Regions from separate parts of the Rattus norvegicus genome. Here region 2 is linked to region 1. Evidence: chromatin contacts called from public Hi-C data. All regions are on one chromosome and are shown on one strand. Each heading gives the region's core, a stretch centred on a gene start, on an enhancer-like site or on the middle of the called end of the contact. The rest is flanking DNA. Distances are from core to core; before and after follow the strand shown. Region 1 overlaps Clmp (CXADR-like membrane protein). Region 2 holds the start of Hspa8 (heat shock protein family A (Hsp70) member 8).

Region 1 (3,804 bases), core at 1,273-3,772:
AATTCAGGGTCCCACTTTATTCTTTAAATCAGAGTTGAGCTGACCTCTCTCCCCGACTCAAAGCCTGGCAGCAGTAGTCCCTACCTAGGTCATTAGTCACCCGGTGGAATAGATGTCCCCTCCATATTTAACGAATCTCGGGGTGGAATACTTTCCCTCCTGTAGTGTTCATGTTTATCCCCACTCACTCAGAGCTCCCACAACCACACATCTAACTTCTGCCCAGAAGTTTTCATTTAGAGGAAAAGGAGAGGAAAGAGCTTCTATGTTACAGAGCTTAACAACTCGAGGAGTCAGGAAGTTAATGTAGGCTTAAGAACACCTCTCAGTGGCTTCGTGCAGTCAGCTTCCAAACTTACCTTTGATCAATGGATGGGCGTCCTTTATTCAGTCATTCAGACCCCACAGATTTACCTAGCATTATGCCACTCTAGGTGCCAAGATAAGTTTCGAGGAGGCCATCATATCTCTGCCTCTTGGGAGTGTGCCATGAAAGGCGTCCAATAATTTGAAAGGAAAGGATCTGACAAAGTAGTGTACTTGATGAGCCGCTCACCCAGAATGACAAAGGCCTGGGTTCCACCCACAGCATCAAATAAACTGAATGCGGCCGTGCACACATGCAACCCCAGCACCCAGGTGGGGATGGGAGGATCTAAGTTCAAGGTCCACCTCACCTCAGCTCCATGGAGAGAAGGAGCAGTACAGTCTTTGACACGTGAGAGCCTGTCTCAGTGAACAGAGACACCACAGCAATTTCAGCACATGGTGCTTTTTGGGGTTCGCTTGTTTTGTTTTCTCTTTTAAAGGTAAGAGTTTTCACCTTTGACTGAAGGAAGACTTTTTATGTCTTCTCTTCAGTGTTTCCAAATTTTCACCATTTCTACTGTTGAATCTGGGGGTCAGGTTCCAGAACAAAACCGCTACACTACCTGGACAGCCATCTAAGAGCAGCCTGGCGCTAAGGGACTGAGTGAGTCACCTACATACACGGGCTGGATGAAGGCTCAGGCAGGATGGAGTAGAACTTCGAAGGCTTCCCCACACTACCCAGAATGGCGCCCGTATTAAACTGTATTTATTGTTTCTTTCTGGAATGTTCATTCAGTGCTTTTGGACAATGATTGACTGCAGTGAAGCCCTAGAAAGTGAAACCAGAGATAAGAGAACTGCTATATAAAGCTGGAACCACCCGCTAAGACTTGATGGAGGGGGAGGTCAAGGACAGCCTCCTTGTTTCAAAAAAAAAAAAAGCCGATGTAAAAATTTTGGGGCTTCTTTTTTTCATTGTTATTGTTTTTTTGTTTTGTTTTGTTTTGTTTTGTTTTGGAGACAGAGTCTTGCTGTCACTCAGGGTGTCCTACCCCTCCTTTTAAGAAGGATAATATGACAAGTATGCACCATCACGCCCGATGTTTGTATTCATGAGATAGTCTTCAGTAGACTCAGGCTGGCCTTGGATTTGAGACTCTCTTTCCTCAACCCACCAAGAGCTAGAATTACAGGCATAGACCACAACGTGCAGCTTTGATCTAAGTCTTTTCTTTTTTTTTTTTTAACTTTTATTTATTTATTTATTTTATATGAGCACACTGTAGCTGTCTTCAGACACACCAGAAGAGGGCATCAGATCCCATTACAGATGGTTGTGAGCCACCATGTGGTTGCTGGGAATTGAACTCAGGACCTCTGGAAGACCAATCCGTGTTCTTGACCACTGAGCCATCTCTCCAGCCCCTTGATTTAAGACTTGATGGAGGGAAGAAAACAGAGCAGCACAAACACAAAGGTTTGGAATTCCTAAGCAGCTCAAGTGGCAAGGTATAATTAAGATGTAAACCAAGGGGCTGGAGAAATGGCTCTGCAGTTAAGAGCTCTTCCTGAGGTACTGAGTTCAGTTCCCAGCAACTACATGGTGGCTCACAATCATCTGTAATGGGATCTGATGCCCTCTTCTGGTGTGCAGCCATGCAGACAGAACACTCATACATGAATAAATAAAATAAAATAAAATAAAAACGTAGATGAGGGCTTCAGGACCTGAACATGGATGATCTCCCAGCTATATTAGGGCATTTCAAACTGTTCCCATATTAATCATGGAGTTCTTAGAAAGACTTTAAGAGTGCTAGGGACAGGCTGCATTTTAAGGCACCCACTCTGACACAGGTGCACTGATTTAAGAGGCCCTCAACTAAAAGCAAGCATGATTTCACACTGTATAAGAAAGGCTTATCTTCCCTCCCCTCCTCCTCCCAGTCGTCTTCCACTTGACTCATGCTTTAACACACACACACACACACACACACACACACACACACACACAGATAGAGAGAGAGAGAGAGAAATCTAAAAACATTCTTCAAATCTCACTGTATATCCCAAGTTGGCCTTAGATTCCCATCCTCATCACCTCAAAAACCTTCTAAATGCTGAGGTTTTGGGCATTCGCCACCTCATCCAGTTTGCAATAAATTTAAATCACAGGCATGAGTACTTGGGAATCTCAACCTAGAGATAGGAAATAGATAGTAAAGCTGCCAGGACTTTATAACTTCTGGGGGGTTGAGGGGAGTGAGTCTGAGAGTGGAGGCGGGGGACAGGGAGAATGAGTCTGAGGGTGGTGGTGGGTTGGGGAAGTGAGTCTGAGGGTGGTGATGGGGAGTAAGTCTGAGGGTAGAGGCAGGGGCAGGGAGAATGAGTCTGAGGGTGGGGTTGGGGTGGGGGAGTGAGTCTAAGGGTGGTGGGGATGGGAGTGAGTCTGAGGGTGGTGGTGGGGGGAGTGAGTCTGAGGGTGACTGAAAAGAGAGAACAGGAAAAGCTGAAATAGACGTGATGCGTAAAGTGGGCTAACCAATGACGCAAATCACAAGTTTAGCCTTGCATTTCAATTTGAGAAATGTTTTTATCTCTTTTGTCTAGGATGCTTGGAGCAGGCAGGGAACATCTGGGGGTGGCTAGGCAGTCCCAGGAACACGTGTATTTATTTCAGTCTTAGTGGAGTAGAATAACCAAAGAATTCAATCACTTTTTCCCCTTTTATCCTAAGGTTGACTAAATTTCAAAAAGGGAGATCGACCATCCCCTCCCCCAAACAAAGTCCCCTAGCAACATACAACAGAATTTTTCTCTGTGTTCTCAGATTAAGAAATTAAAACAGAAATCCTCCGGTTCCCATGGCAACCTCTCACATGTCACCCTTTCCTTTTCCATTTGGCTATCGAGCAAGAAAACCCTTGAAGGGAAACAAGCAGAAACCAGGCTGCTGGGTTGGCTTCAAGGGTAAAGGTGCTTGCAGCCAAGCCTAGCATCGGAGTTCAATCCATAGGACCCACCCGCTGGAGGAGAGACTGAGTCCCACAAGTTGTCCTCTGACCTCCACTCACATGCCATGGCCTGCGCGAACACACCAAGAGGTAGACAAAAATGAAACAGACAAGCAATTTTACAGTTGCTTCACAGGCGACGGCACCGCAGAGGAGCTGCTTCTGTTCCATGCACGTCACAAGTTGACTTGTGCTCTAGGAAGTTCCTCAAACAGAGCCTCACACCAGCTATCATTCATCCATTTGTCTCTGGCGTTTATTTGCCAAATGACTGGGTTGATATCCATTCTTCTGTCACATGGTGTACAGTTGAGTCTCATCACTAACCTTTTCTACAATTAAAATGAAATAGTCCGGCCAGCCAGGTGAGTCATATTAAAGGCACTTGCAGCCAAGCCTGACTACCCGAGTTCGATCCCAGGGACCAACTTGGTAGAGAGAATTCACTCCTACAAATTGTTCTCTGACCTCTAATGCA
Region 2 (3,663 bases), core at 632-3,131, 35 kb after region 1:
CAGGCTCTAAATTTTTCAAATTTTTTTTTTTTTTTTTTTTTACTGATTGGCAGTCTCATATATCCCAGCCTCTGTCTAGCAGAACTTTTGATCCTTTTCTTGAGTGTTAAGTAAAAGCCTGGACAGCCACACCCAGTTAAAGGTTAGCTTAAAAAAAGGTGGAGGGGGTGATTCCAAGAAAAACCAGTTGTGCCTTTTCCTACCAGTAATGTCTCTGTGTCTTACTTTTCCTCAGGTTTCCAATGTGGGGGGTTATACATACCTTAGAAACTTGTTTTAATAATCAAATGATGTAAAAAGCACTTTACATGTAATGTACACTTTGCATGAAAAGCACTGTATTAAAACGAACTTCTTGAACTGTAACAGAGTCAAGTACTTCCTTCCATGAACTCTAAGCCAACATTCCTCCCAAAATACAAATACCAGAAAAAAAAAATTATGGCTTTGTCTTAGTGATTACTAGCCTTTGACAAGGACAAAGAGTCCCCGGTCTTTTGATAGCCTTCCTCACATGGTCTGGAGACCTTCCAATTCAAACGCTACAACTAAAAGTTGTTGCAGTATATATATTTAAAAAAAAAGAAAAAAACCAACCTATCTAACTAATAAATATCTGTTCTCCCTGCCCATTTGAAAGGACACGTGGAAAGTGCTAGAGACAGGCTTGGTGTGACAAGGCCCGGAACGCCCTGCCTCCATGCACTGCGGTTTCCTAGTCCGAGCATCGGCTCTGGCCACTGGCTCAGTCACGTTTTCAAGGACTCTGCGCAGTCGGGCGTTTAATTTTTGGTAAAAGTCAAGTCAGGAGAGACATTACCTCATGTTGCTGAAAATAAAAGGTCGAGATCACTCAATCAAGGACACAGGGCTGCCGGAAACCAGGATTGCCAATGCCTAGCTCACCCACAAGGGGAAATAAATTATCCTTTTGAACATTTATTCCATAAAGTGATAAGTCCAGTGGGGCAGAGAGGGAATAGAGGCCACGCTGTCCTCGTCCAGAGATGGGGAGGGGCGCTCGGCTCCGGGGGTCAGCAAAGAGGACTGGACCATTTCTTTCACAGAGGATTACCAACGAGGACCCTGGGGACATGTGACAAGTCAGGCATTATCGAGCCCCCACACTGGGGGATCGACATGTTCCATTTTGCTGGGGGGACAGCAAGGGAGGTCGCTCGGCGGCCTAGCCTTCCACAAGAGAGGCTCCACGAAACAAGCCTAGCAGTGCTCCTTAGTCTCCGGCTCGGAAGCCGTGGGTGGACGAAACCGGAGGCCGGGAAACTGCTGGACTCACGGAGAAGGACCGAGGGGTGGGGTGGGGGAGGGGTGCAACAACCTTCGCAGCCATTTTGTCCTCGCCCCACTTCCGTCTTCTCTTCCCGGACTCCCCCTCCCTCAGGCTCTTCTTTCAGGCTGCACAGGGTCCCAAGAGGAACAGATAGCGCCGAGCACTGCTGCCATTGGTCCGTTGCGGGTGTACCCGCCCTCCTTCATGGGCATCCTTCCGCTCCCTCCCGCCTGCGCTGACGGGTCACGCATGCGTACTCGGTGCCGACGCTCTCCCTTCCCCCACCAGCTCTGAGTGACAGAGGACTCCCGCGCGCGGGCTCTCGGCGCCCCGCCCTCCCCTTTCCCCCGGGCCGTTCCGAGAGCGGGGGCGAGCGTGAAAGTTCCAGAACGCTGCGGTCGTGCGTCATCGCCCGGAGGGGCGGAGTGGAGGCGGGTCCTAGGAGAGCGTTCTGGTTGTTCATTAGTGCACTCCGGAGAACCTGGCCGTCCATTGGCTAAGGAGCTCTGATCGGCAGCGGGATGGGGCGGAACCCTTCTGGAAGGTTCTAAGACAGGGTATAAGAGACAGTGAAGCGGGCGGAAACCGGTCTCATTGAACGCGGAGCCAGCTCTCGGGGGTCTCTGTGTGGTCTCGTCATCAGCACAGCTGGGCCTACACGCAAGGTGAGGCATGGGACTTGGGTGTTGGTGCGTGGCCGGTGTGGTGCAGGGGTCAGTGGGATGCTTAGGCGGCGGGTGCGGCTTAGGCCGCTGTTGCCAGAGACGGAGGCTGCTGCTGAAGGGGAGGATGAGCTGAGTCAGGGCGGCGCCGCCATGGCCTTAAGCCTCCGCATGGCGGGGGAGGGGAGCTCAGGATTCCGGGGCCTTTTCTTTTTTCTGTCTGCAAGCTAAAGGAGGGTCTCTTCCGCGCGTTCCCAGGGCACGGGTTTCAGAGATGGAAGAGGCGATCCAGCCTCCCGCAGTGCGCGGTCCTGGGGGTGGGGGGGGCCCTCGGAGGTGGCCACGTGCTCAGCCATTGTCGCAGACCTTTTGGACAGATGGTTCCTTCAGCCTAGGGCGGGCTGTGCCAAGCCTGGCGCAGGCCACTCAAACTGCAGCAGTGTCGCCTGCGTGGCTTCAGGTGATTGATAGGTCTGGGCCGGTGCAGAGTGAAAGCAGGGAGATGACCGCTTAGTCCTTTTTTTTTTTCCTTCTAGCAACCATGTCTAAGGGACCTGCAGTTGGCATTGATCTTGGCACCACCTACTCCTGTGTGGGTGTCTTCCAGCATGGAAAGGTGGAAATAATTGCCAATGACCAGGGTAACCGCACCACGCCGAGCTATGTTGCTTTCACCGACACAGAACGATTAATTGGGGATGCGGCCAAGAATCAGGTTGCAATGAACCCCACCAACACAGTTTTTGGTAAGTCGCCAGTATTTTTTGTGCTATTGATGGGAGGTTAGAAGGGCTGGGTGGCAGAAAATTTGGAATGTAAAAATAGGCTTTCACACTACTGCAACCTGAGAGGTCATTGCAACTGTTTAAATCGACAATGCAGTGCCACAAGCTATTAAATATGGGACATTGCTTCCTGCACCGGAACTTGCACCTTCCTACACCATGAGGTCATCTTTAGGATTCTTTTGCAGTCAGTAGTCGCCAAGGTTCAATTTACTGTTTTACAGATGCCAAACGTCTGATCGGACGTAGGTTCGATGATGCTGTTGTTCAGTCTGACATGAAGCACTGGCCCTTCATGGTGGTGAACGATGCAGGCAGGCCCAAGGTCCAAGTCGAATACAAAGGGGAGACAAAAAGTTTCTATCCTGAGGAAGTGTCTTCAATGGTTCTGACAAAAATGAAGGAAATTGCAGAAGCTTACCTTGGAAAGGTGGGTTTTAACCGGTGCCATTTATGGGATGGGCTCTCCCTTTTTATAATTCACACATCCTGATCGGTGCTGGAATTTGCCAACTAAACAATTGTTTAATTCATTGTGTTTTCTAGACTGTTACCAATGCCGTGGTCACCGTGCCAGCTTACTTCAATGACTCTCAGCGACAGGCAACAAAAGATGCTGGAACTATTGCTGGCCTCAACGTACTTCGAATTATCAATGAGCCAACTGCTGCTGCTATTGCCTATGGCTTAGATAAGAAGGTGGGTGTCTTAAATACAAGTGTTGGTTAGGATTAATTTGCCAGAAACATGCCTGAACTAAGGAATATTTTCATTGACAGGTCGGGGCTGAAAGGAATGTGCTCATTTTTGACTTGGGAGGTGGCACTTTTGATGTGTCAATCCTCACTATCGAGGATGGAATTTTTGAAGTCAAATCAACAGCTGGAGACACCCACTTGGGCGGAGAAGACTTTGACAACCGAAT

The links. Hi-C and Micro-C count contacts between places; a contact is called where the count stands out from the background.
Region 2: a contact with region 1 is called in a Hi-C map of mammary epithelial cells, with 2.9 times the contacts expected there. The contact joins the promoter of Hspa8 here to the enhancer-like site in region 1. A contact is called at or near these places in 9 of 12 Hi-C or Micro-C datasets (the A7r5 cell line, the Rat2 cell line, Schwann cells and 5 more) and 1 of 1 datasets of contacts at active chromatin or transcription factors (oligodendrocytes).

The regions. Positions count from the first base shown.
Region 1 is chr8:50,043,114-50,046,917 of GRCr8, forward strand. All of the region lies in intron 2 of Clmp (CXADR-like membrane protein), which reads left to right. Among named protein-coding and RNA genes, the nearest start is that of Hspa8, 35 kb to the right of the region's middle. Within about 2 kb of position 2,523, at least 16 of the 93 cell types and tissues checked have an H3K27ac peak or open chromatin away from gene starts, as enhancers often do.
Region 2 is chr8:50,078,633-50,082,295 of GRCr8, forward strand. Hspa8 (heat shock protein family A (Hsp70) member 8) reads left to right here and starts at 1,882. Exons shown (of 9, transcript NM_024351.2): 1 at 1,882-1,956; 2 at 2,490-2,699; 3 at 2,963-3,168; 4 at 3,285-3,437; 5 at 3,518-3,663. The coding sequence starts at 2,495.